Regions from separate parts of the Pan troglodytes genome. Here region 1 is linked to region 2. A link is a contact called in public Hi-C data. All regions are on one chromosome and are shown on one strand. Each heading gives the region's core, a stretch centred on a gene start, on an enhancer-like site or on the middle of the called end of the contact. The rest is flanking DNA. Distances are from core to core; before and after follow the strand shown.

Region 1 (4,035 bases), core at 1,517-4,016, 180 kb before region 2:
GGCCAGGTTGTCCAGTGGACACTGTAGAGGCAGCCTCGGGGTGAGAAGCCCCTCGTGTGGACCCGCAGCAGGGGACATAAGTGGAAGGAACCCAAAGGCTGAGGGGGAAGCAGGGGTGTCGCTACATCAAGTAAAGCTCCTTCTCGCACCTGCCAGCATGCTGGGAGGATGCTACCTCTAGCATCCTAGGGATGGCAGAAAGGGGCAAGCATGGCTCTGCCTCCTGCCTCTGTGCCTGGTGCAGGCTCCATTGTGGTGTGGGGTCTCTGGCAGTGAGGACTAGGCTACAGCCACCACTCTGGCCTGTGAATCCTAAAGGAGCCAGGGCATGACAGTCCCCACTGCCAACCTAGAGTCCCTCAAACTCTCTATCTAGCCTGGCACTGCCTCCCTTGTCCTGCCAGACCCAGGGCAACAGCTGTGACTCTCCAGGGCTGTGCTCTGAGGGAGGAGCCCTTCCATTCTAGAGATTGCGTGGTTGCCAAGCCTACCAAGGGCCCAGCCTTCACTGCCCGGGGAGCCTTTGTTTTCTCCTTCCTTGTTCTAGAAGGAAGAATGGGGGCTAGGGGCACGATCATGTACTATACACCTCTTCTGAGATAGGATCCCAGCTGGTTTCCTGATACTTCAGCCCATTCACATTCCTTAACTGCCCTATAGATGAGGCTCACAGACATGGGAGTGATGGGGTGTGATTTGGCCACACAACCCAAAGATATGGAGCTGAGTGAGACCCATACCCAGGTCCTTCCATCCCAGGGGCCACTCATTCCTACAATGCCTCAGTGCAGGCTTGCTGCTCTGCAGGCTCAGAGAGGATGCTTACCCTTTACTCCTGGTGAGCAGAGAAACTAGCCACGGAAGGAAGCCCAAAGAGGGACAAGCTCCTGGGGTTCCTGGGGGACCCCCCAGCCCTCCCTGACCCTCCTCTGCGGGGGCTGCTTCCAGGGGTCTTCCTTGCTTCCCAGTCCTCTGCATGCTTCCCTGACACCTCCACTTACGGAGCTCAGACCCTGCTTGCTGGAGTCGGGTCAGCCGGGCCTTGACCCCGCCCCTCCCCTGCTTATGGATTTAGGGGCCTTTTTGCTGGCATCACCCTGTCCCAGCCAGACCGGGAGGACCCCTTCTTCTAAGCTCTCAGCCCTTCCTGCCAACATCTTTTAGCCAAGATTCAGCGAATCAGCAAAGTCTGACGGTTAACATGGCTCCCATCCCAGCTCTGTCATCACTAGCCATGTGACCTTGAGAATGTCTCGGAACATCTGTCTCCCAGTTTTGTCATCTATAAAATGGGGATGCTAACAGCGATATTCCTAGAGCTGTTGCAAGCGTCATAATTGGAACAGCTCCCCGCTGTGGTTTGTGCTCTGTATATCTTTACTGTTATTGTTATCTTTTTCTTCCTCTGAGCTCCTTCCACAGGATGGGTTATTCTGCAGATCCATGACTGGAAGGAAATTAGAGTGGGCTGGATGGAAACCAGGCCGTGGGCCTGATGAAACTGCCATATGGTGCTTTGCTCAGAGCTGTATACGAGAACAAGTTCATATGCCAGTTGGGTGGTGGTGGAGACTGGGGAGGGAAGTAACAAGGACAGGGCTTTGCATATGCTCTATTTTTTGCTCCCTACCTTCCCCTAAAGCCCGTGGCCTCCAATCCCCATTGTCTCCCTTTCCTTTGGGTCTCTGGGTCTCTGATCGTCTTGTGAAAAACCCCATGGAGAGGCGGGGCAGCTGGAAAGAGGAGGAAGTGAGATGGATAACCATGCTGTCTAGTGGCTGGATAACCATGCTGTCTAGAGGCTGGCGCCCTGCGTGTGCTCAGCTACTGGCAGGTTCTACTGTGGTGTTTAACAGTAACTGTGAGCAGGCTGGGTGCGGTGGCTCACGCCTGTAATCCCAGCATTTTGGGAGGCCAAGGCGGGTGGATCACGAGGTCAGGAAATCGAGACCATCCTGGCTACCACGATGAAACTCTGTCTCTACTAAAAATACAAAAAATTAGCCGGGCGTAGTGGCAGGTGCCTGTAGTCCCAGCTACTCGGGAGGCTGAGGCAGGAGAATGGCGTGAACCCAGGAGGCGGAGCTTGCAGTGAGCCGAGATGGTGCCACTGCACTCCAGCCTGGGTGACAGAGCGAGACTCCGTCTCACAAAAAAAAAAAAACAACAAACCAGTGACTGTGGGCAAAGCCAATGTGAGTCTCGCAAGCCAACTGTGGTTTCTCTTTATTTCTTTCTCTCTACAAGAGACCCTTAAAAAGAAAGTCATTCTTGATACAAAGCACTGGGAACCCTCACAGTTGGCCCTAAAAACAACCAATAGCTCCTTATCTGGCACATGTATATCTCTTTGTTTTCCCCCGCTGTGTTGCCCCTGAAAATACCATGTCTGTCCTGCTCGCCACTGAGTCCTGATGCACCAAGCATGAACTAACAATTGATCTGCACTTGTAGACAGGGTGATGGAGAAGGGATCTGCAAACTTGGGAGCTTTACCAGAGAGCTAACACCTGTGAAAGGGCCTCATACAGTGTCTAGCACATAGTAGGTACCCCATAAATGCCACTTGACTCTGAGTCTGGGGGGCTGTTTGGTTGTCACCAATTTTGATGTATTTCTGGGCTAACATGTCCAGCAAGCAGGTGTGACCACACCCAGCCTGTTCAGGCTTAGCCAAAGAACTAGCAGCCAGTCCTTCCTGTGCAATGAGCCCAGCTCCAACAGCTCACGTTGACTCCACCCAGCCAGCTCTCTCAGCGGGTGATACCTGCCTTCTGCTGCGCAGGGTCTTTAATGCAATGTGTCTGTTTCAGGATTGCCTCCTGAGGAGGGTAGAAGCCACCTCTAGCAACCCTCTGCTCAGCAGATAATGTCCCTTGCTAGCACCGATCCAAGGGGAAACAGGACCCACAGGCCCTTTGCAAAGGCTTCTTGAGGATAAGGAGGAGTTTCCCTCTGGGGTTCCTCTCTCGGCATTGAGGACTAAGGCATTTTCCCAGCAACGGAATTCACTGTCTGACTAGTGCTTCCTGGAAGTCAAAACATGGTCAAGATCAGGTGACCAGGGGCCTCTAGAAGCCTTTGTCATAGTCATCTCCATGCTTTTACGTAACTTAGCCAGCCTGGACACACAGGTGACCTGCTACTCCTTGAGGGTTCTTAGGGCAGAGGAACCTCTGGCTAGGCCTCCTGGTGACTGGAAATGATGCGTGCTGAACTGCTGAGCATGCCTGCAAGGCCAGTGTAAACCACCATCAAGCCCCACCCCCACTCCCGCCCCACCTGCAGGCCCCCCTCGGGTACTCTAATGTGCCTGCGCCTGCCCACCTCGGGGCCTTTGTTACACAAAGGCTTGCAAGCAGTGGTTCTGAAACTCGAACATGCATCGGAAGCCCCTGGTGCGCTCATTCACGGATTCTGGGCCTCTTCCACAGAGTTCCCAATTCAGTAGGTCTGGGGTGGGGCCTGAGAGTTTGCCTTTCTTACAAATTTCTTTGCTGAAGTGGCTCGCACTTGTAATCCCAGCACTTTGGGAAGCTGAAGCAGGAGAATTACTTGAGCCCAGGAGTTTCAGACCAGCCTGGAAAACATGACAACACCTGTCTCTACAAAAAATAAAAAAATTAGGCCAGGCGTGGTGGCTCACACCAGTAATCCCAGCACTTTGGGAGGCTGAGGTGGGTGGATCACCTGAGGTCAGAAGTTCAAGACCAGCCTGGTCAACATGGTGAAACCCCGTCTCTACTAAATATACAAAAATTAGCCGGGTGTGGTGGCTGGAGCCTATAGTGCCAGCTACTCAGGAGGCTGAGGCAGGAGAATTGCTTGAACCCGGGAGCCAGAGGTTGCAGTGAGCCGAGATCATGCCATCGTGCCCTAGCCTGGGCAACAAGAGCGAAACTTCGTTCCAAAAAAAAAAATTAGCTGGGTGTGGCGGTGTGCACCTGTAGTCCCAACTACTTGGGAGGTGGGAGGATCACTTGAGCCCAGGAAGTTGCAGTGAGCTGTGTTTGCACCACTGCACTCCAACCTGGA
Region 2 (3,900 bases), core at 5-2,504:
CAAAGAGAGTTACGAATTACGTTACTTCTAGATTAACCAGGACGAAGAAGAGGATTAAATTTCATTTATCTGGAATATTTTGTATGAGTTCTTGAATAAAACTTGGGAACTAAAAAAAAAAAAGAGCATTTTCTCTTAAAAAAAAAAAATCCCTGTCACCCTGGAGAGTCCACACATCACGCCTGGGCTCAGTAGTGGCACGTCCTCTCTCCCCAAGATGGGTGGGGAGGTGGAGTGGGTGGACAAGAAAGACACCATCCCCCATCCCTAGGCAGGTCTGAAATTGAATTGACCCCCAGGAGGAAGGAGAAATTTGCCAACCTAATAGCTTTCATTCTGTGTGAGCTTTTCCTGCTGCACGGGAAGGGGGACCCCTCTGGTTCTTAAAGGAGACAATGAATCTTCATTCATTTGTGCTCTGCAGTGTTTGTAGATTGGGTAGACCTGGAGGGGAGTCAAGGTTCTTTTAGATTCTTTCAACAATGGAAGGCAATTGGAATTGGGTCCTACTGAGTCAGCACACCTGTCATCTGTGTCTGCGGTGGCTGGACCAGCTGCTTAGGGAAAAACACGGGTCCAGAGCTCTTCCAAGGACACGTTTCCAGGTCCTTTCTAGCCTGAAAATACCCGAGTCTGAGAAACGAGCCTGGGATTGCCAATGGCAGTGGAAATGTGTTAGGCATGGGCAGTCTCTGCCGTGGAAGGGGTGGTATCCACTGGCTGAGCACTTCCTATGACCCAGGAGTGCCCGGCCCCTCCTCATCCTTACGGAAGCCTGTGTTCTCAGTCACCCTGGGAGGGGGCCATGAGTTCCTCCTTTACAGGTGAGAAAGCTGCCCTGAGTTGCCCAGGGTCCTGAGGCCAGGGAGTGGCAGAGCCGGGATCTGCCTCCAGAGCTCCACGTCGCTCTGTGCCGCTGCCACCCAGCCCAGAGGGCTCTGGGAAGCTGGCAGCAGAAGGCTTGGGCATTTGGGTTGTTGCCCTGTCACTTAGCTGTTGGCCTCAACTGACATTTCAGGCCTCAGTTTCCCTGTCTGTGAAAATGAGAGGATATGTGGAAGGACGGCAGCGACAGAGCAGCAGCCTCGGCAAACCTCCGGAAACCAGGAGGGGCTGTGAAAGTGCCAGGGGCCCAGGAGCCTGAGCTGGGAGTGGGAAGGAGAGGGCAGAGGTGGGGCTGGGGGTGAGGCCTGCCCAGGCCCAGTGTGGAAGTGCTGGGTTGGTCCACCCTTCCTGTCTCCCGCAGCCGGTCCCTTCAGTCTCCTCCCCCGCCCTGCCCTCTGGGCTTTCCTCTGGGCTGGCTGTTCACAAACCTCTGACGAGTGTGAGGAATGAAATTCTGACCTGAGCCCACCCTCTCCCGGCCTCCCGGGAACATGTGCATTTGAATGGAAGGGATTCGCAGCCTGGGTCCTGGGAGGTGCAAAGGAAGGCGTCTGGCTGGTCCAGCCCTCAGCCTCAGGGAACCAGGGTGCGGGTGTTGAGTGTGCCCTGCCCAGGCACTCTGGCTCCAGCCTGGTCCGGCTCTGCCAGGGAAGGCAGACGGGGTGGCCTGGCTTCCGAGAGTCGGGCCAGTGTCTGGGCTAGGCCTCAGGCAGATCCCCTGGGCTGCATCTCCACTCTCCCTGCCTCCTATACAGGGTGGGGTTCCCTTCCCACCCTCTTCTGTGGAGCCCGGATCCTCTCCAGCCCTGGTCTGGGACCTGGGGCCCACTCCCCTCCTGCCAGCTTATGTCCCAGCACTGCTTGACCCTGGCCCAACTGTGAGGGACAGGAGAGCCACAAGAGCAGCCGGCCACATCCGGGAGGTGGAAACCAGGAGTCAGCCAGGCCCATGCTGGAGGAGCAAGGCACCCGGCCGGCTGCCTGCTGGGGGAGTTTCTGAATTGCCTACTGGCTGAGACTGTCAAAGGGGTGTGAACCAGAGCAACTCCATATTGAATAGGAGCTGGGTAAAATGAGGCTGAGGCCTACTAGGCTGCATTCCCAGACGGTTAGGAATTCTAAGTCACAGGATGAGATAGGTCAGCACAAGATACAGGTCATAAAGACCTTGCTGATAAAACAGTTTGCAGTAAAGAAGCCAGCCAAAACCCACCAAAACTAAAATGGCGACATGAGTGACTTCTCGTCGTCCTCACTGCTACACTCCCACCAGCTCCATGACAGTGTACAAATGCCATGGCAACGTCAGAAAGTTACCCTATGTGGTCTAAAAAGGGGAGGCATGAATAATCCACCTTCTGTTTAGCATATTATCAAGAAATAACCATAAAAATGGGCAATCAGCAGCCCTCAGGGCTGCTCTGTCTATGGAGTGGCCATTCTTTATTCCTTTACTTTCTTAACAAACTTGCTTTTGCTTTGCACTGCGGAGTCCCCCTGAATTCTTTCTTGCGCGAGATCCAAGAACTCTCTCTTGGGGTCTGCATCGGGACCCGTTTTCTGTAATAAGACCAGAGGTCAGAGCGGGCCTGGGCCGGCCCTGCTGGCGGAGGCCCTCAAGAGCTTTATCCTGGCTCCAGGCCTCACCACCGCCACCCTCCGCCCCACACTCCCCTTGTGCCCACCTCAGACCTGCAGCCTCCTCCAACAGCGAGTTCTAGCTGAAGTGGCTCACCTGCTTGCCCACCACCCATGGAGGGCCTTGGCAGGGAGGGGCCTATCTTCCCCTGGCCCCTGCCCTTCTTTCTTCCTGACCCCACCTGCAGCCTGTGGAGGTCAGGGCTGTTTCCTCTCTCTCCTCTCTTCCGGAAACCCACGTGCCACCTGGCCAACCTCGAAAGGAGGCCCTGCCGGATTCTTCATCTTTCTCCTTCCAGCTGTGGAGAGGTGGGGGTTGGGGCGGGGCAGAAGGATGGGTTGTCTGTTCCAACACCCTCCGATTCTGTTTCCCAGACAGCAAGGCCCTTTGTGTATAAATGTCCTCACCCTAGATGGGGTCTGCTAGATAATGTGTGGGCCATTTGTTAAAAAATTGTTAAGAATTTCAAGACGGAGACAACAGAGCATGAAGCCAAGTGGCCGATCCTTCCATGTGCAGAGCCTCGTGTGACCACACAGGTTGAACACCCACAAAACTGGCCCTGCCCCCGGAAAGCCCTAGGCCCTCCTCGGCCTCACCATCTCTCTCCTGGACCATAGATGCGGTGGAGACCTTGGCTGGAAGGCGAGTCTGAGCGGACCTCCACCCTTCCCTCTCCTTCGCTTCTCACAGTGTCCTCAGTGGAAGTGTCTAATGCTCCATCTCGACCTTCTTCCCAGGGAAACTGAGGCAACGGGGAGGACTGGAGCCTCCCGATCCCAGGCAGTCCCACCCATCCCAGTTGGCCAAGGGAGGGCTGATGGTGGTGGCTGAGTCCAGGGCTTCCCCTGCGTTGCCCATGATCTGTTAGTCTCAGTGTTCCCGGTGGGCCAGGGAGAAGTCCCTGCCTTGGCCTTCTGTTACCCATTAGCGCCAGCGTTCCTGAGGGGGGGGAGCCAGCGGATTTTGGGGGCACTTTGCCAGTTCCAGGCCAGGCCTCCCTGCAGCCACAGCTGGGGCACTTTGTTCTTTGCAGCCGATGCATAGCAGCTGGCTCCGCCGGCAACCGGGCAGGATGGCCACCCTTGGGCTGTTCAGTTCCCTGAACGAGGGAGAGGCCAGGGCTTTGGATTGGGATCCAGGATTTGCTTGACACTGGCAGCCCCAGCTGGGCTGAAGTCAGGGGAAGCAGAAGCAGGCAGGCCGTCCACAGGGTCTGGAAATGATCTCTCCAATAGCAGAGAAAGGCCAGGCCCTGGGGAAGGTGGAATGACCACTCTGCCCTGGCAGGCCCCGCAGGATGCAGCCAATGGTCCAGGCTTCCAGGTCTGCCACCAGCTTCAGGGACCATAAGACCCACCACCCCTCCCACCAGG

What was found. A called contact is a pair of places that touch in the nucleus more often than the background predicts.
Region 1: a contact with region 2 is called in a Hi-C map of induced pluripotent stem cells, with 2.3 times the contacts expected there. The contact joins two enhancer-like sites. A contact is called at or near these places in 4 of 7 Hi-C or Micro-C datasets (blood, induced pluripotent stem cells and stem cell-derived neural progenitor cells) and 1 of 1 other capture datasets (stem cell-derived neural stem cells).

The regions. Positions count from the first base shown.
Region 1 is chr15:75,015,127-75,019,161 of NHGRI_mPanTro3-v2.0_pri, reverse strand. No RefSeq gene overlaps it. Among named protein-coding and RNA genes, the nearest start is that of IRF2BPL, 35 kb to the right of the region's middle. Within about 2 kb of position 2,766, at least 2 of the 24 cell types and tissues checked have an H3K27ac peak or open chromatin away from gene starts, as enhancers often do. A contact at or near this core is called in induced pluripotent stem cells, where this site is marked.
Region 2 is chr15:74,834,810-74,838,709 of NHGRI_mPanTro3-v2.0_pri, reverse strand. It overlaps the pseudogene LOC101058791. Among named protein-coding and RNA genes, the nearest start is that of ANGEL1, 46 kb to the right of the region's middle. Within about 2 kb of position 1,254, at least 5 of the 24 cell types and tissues checked have an H3K27ac peak or open chromatin away from gene starts, as enhancers often do. A contact at or near this core is called in induced pluripotent stem cells, where this site is marked.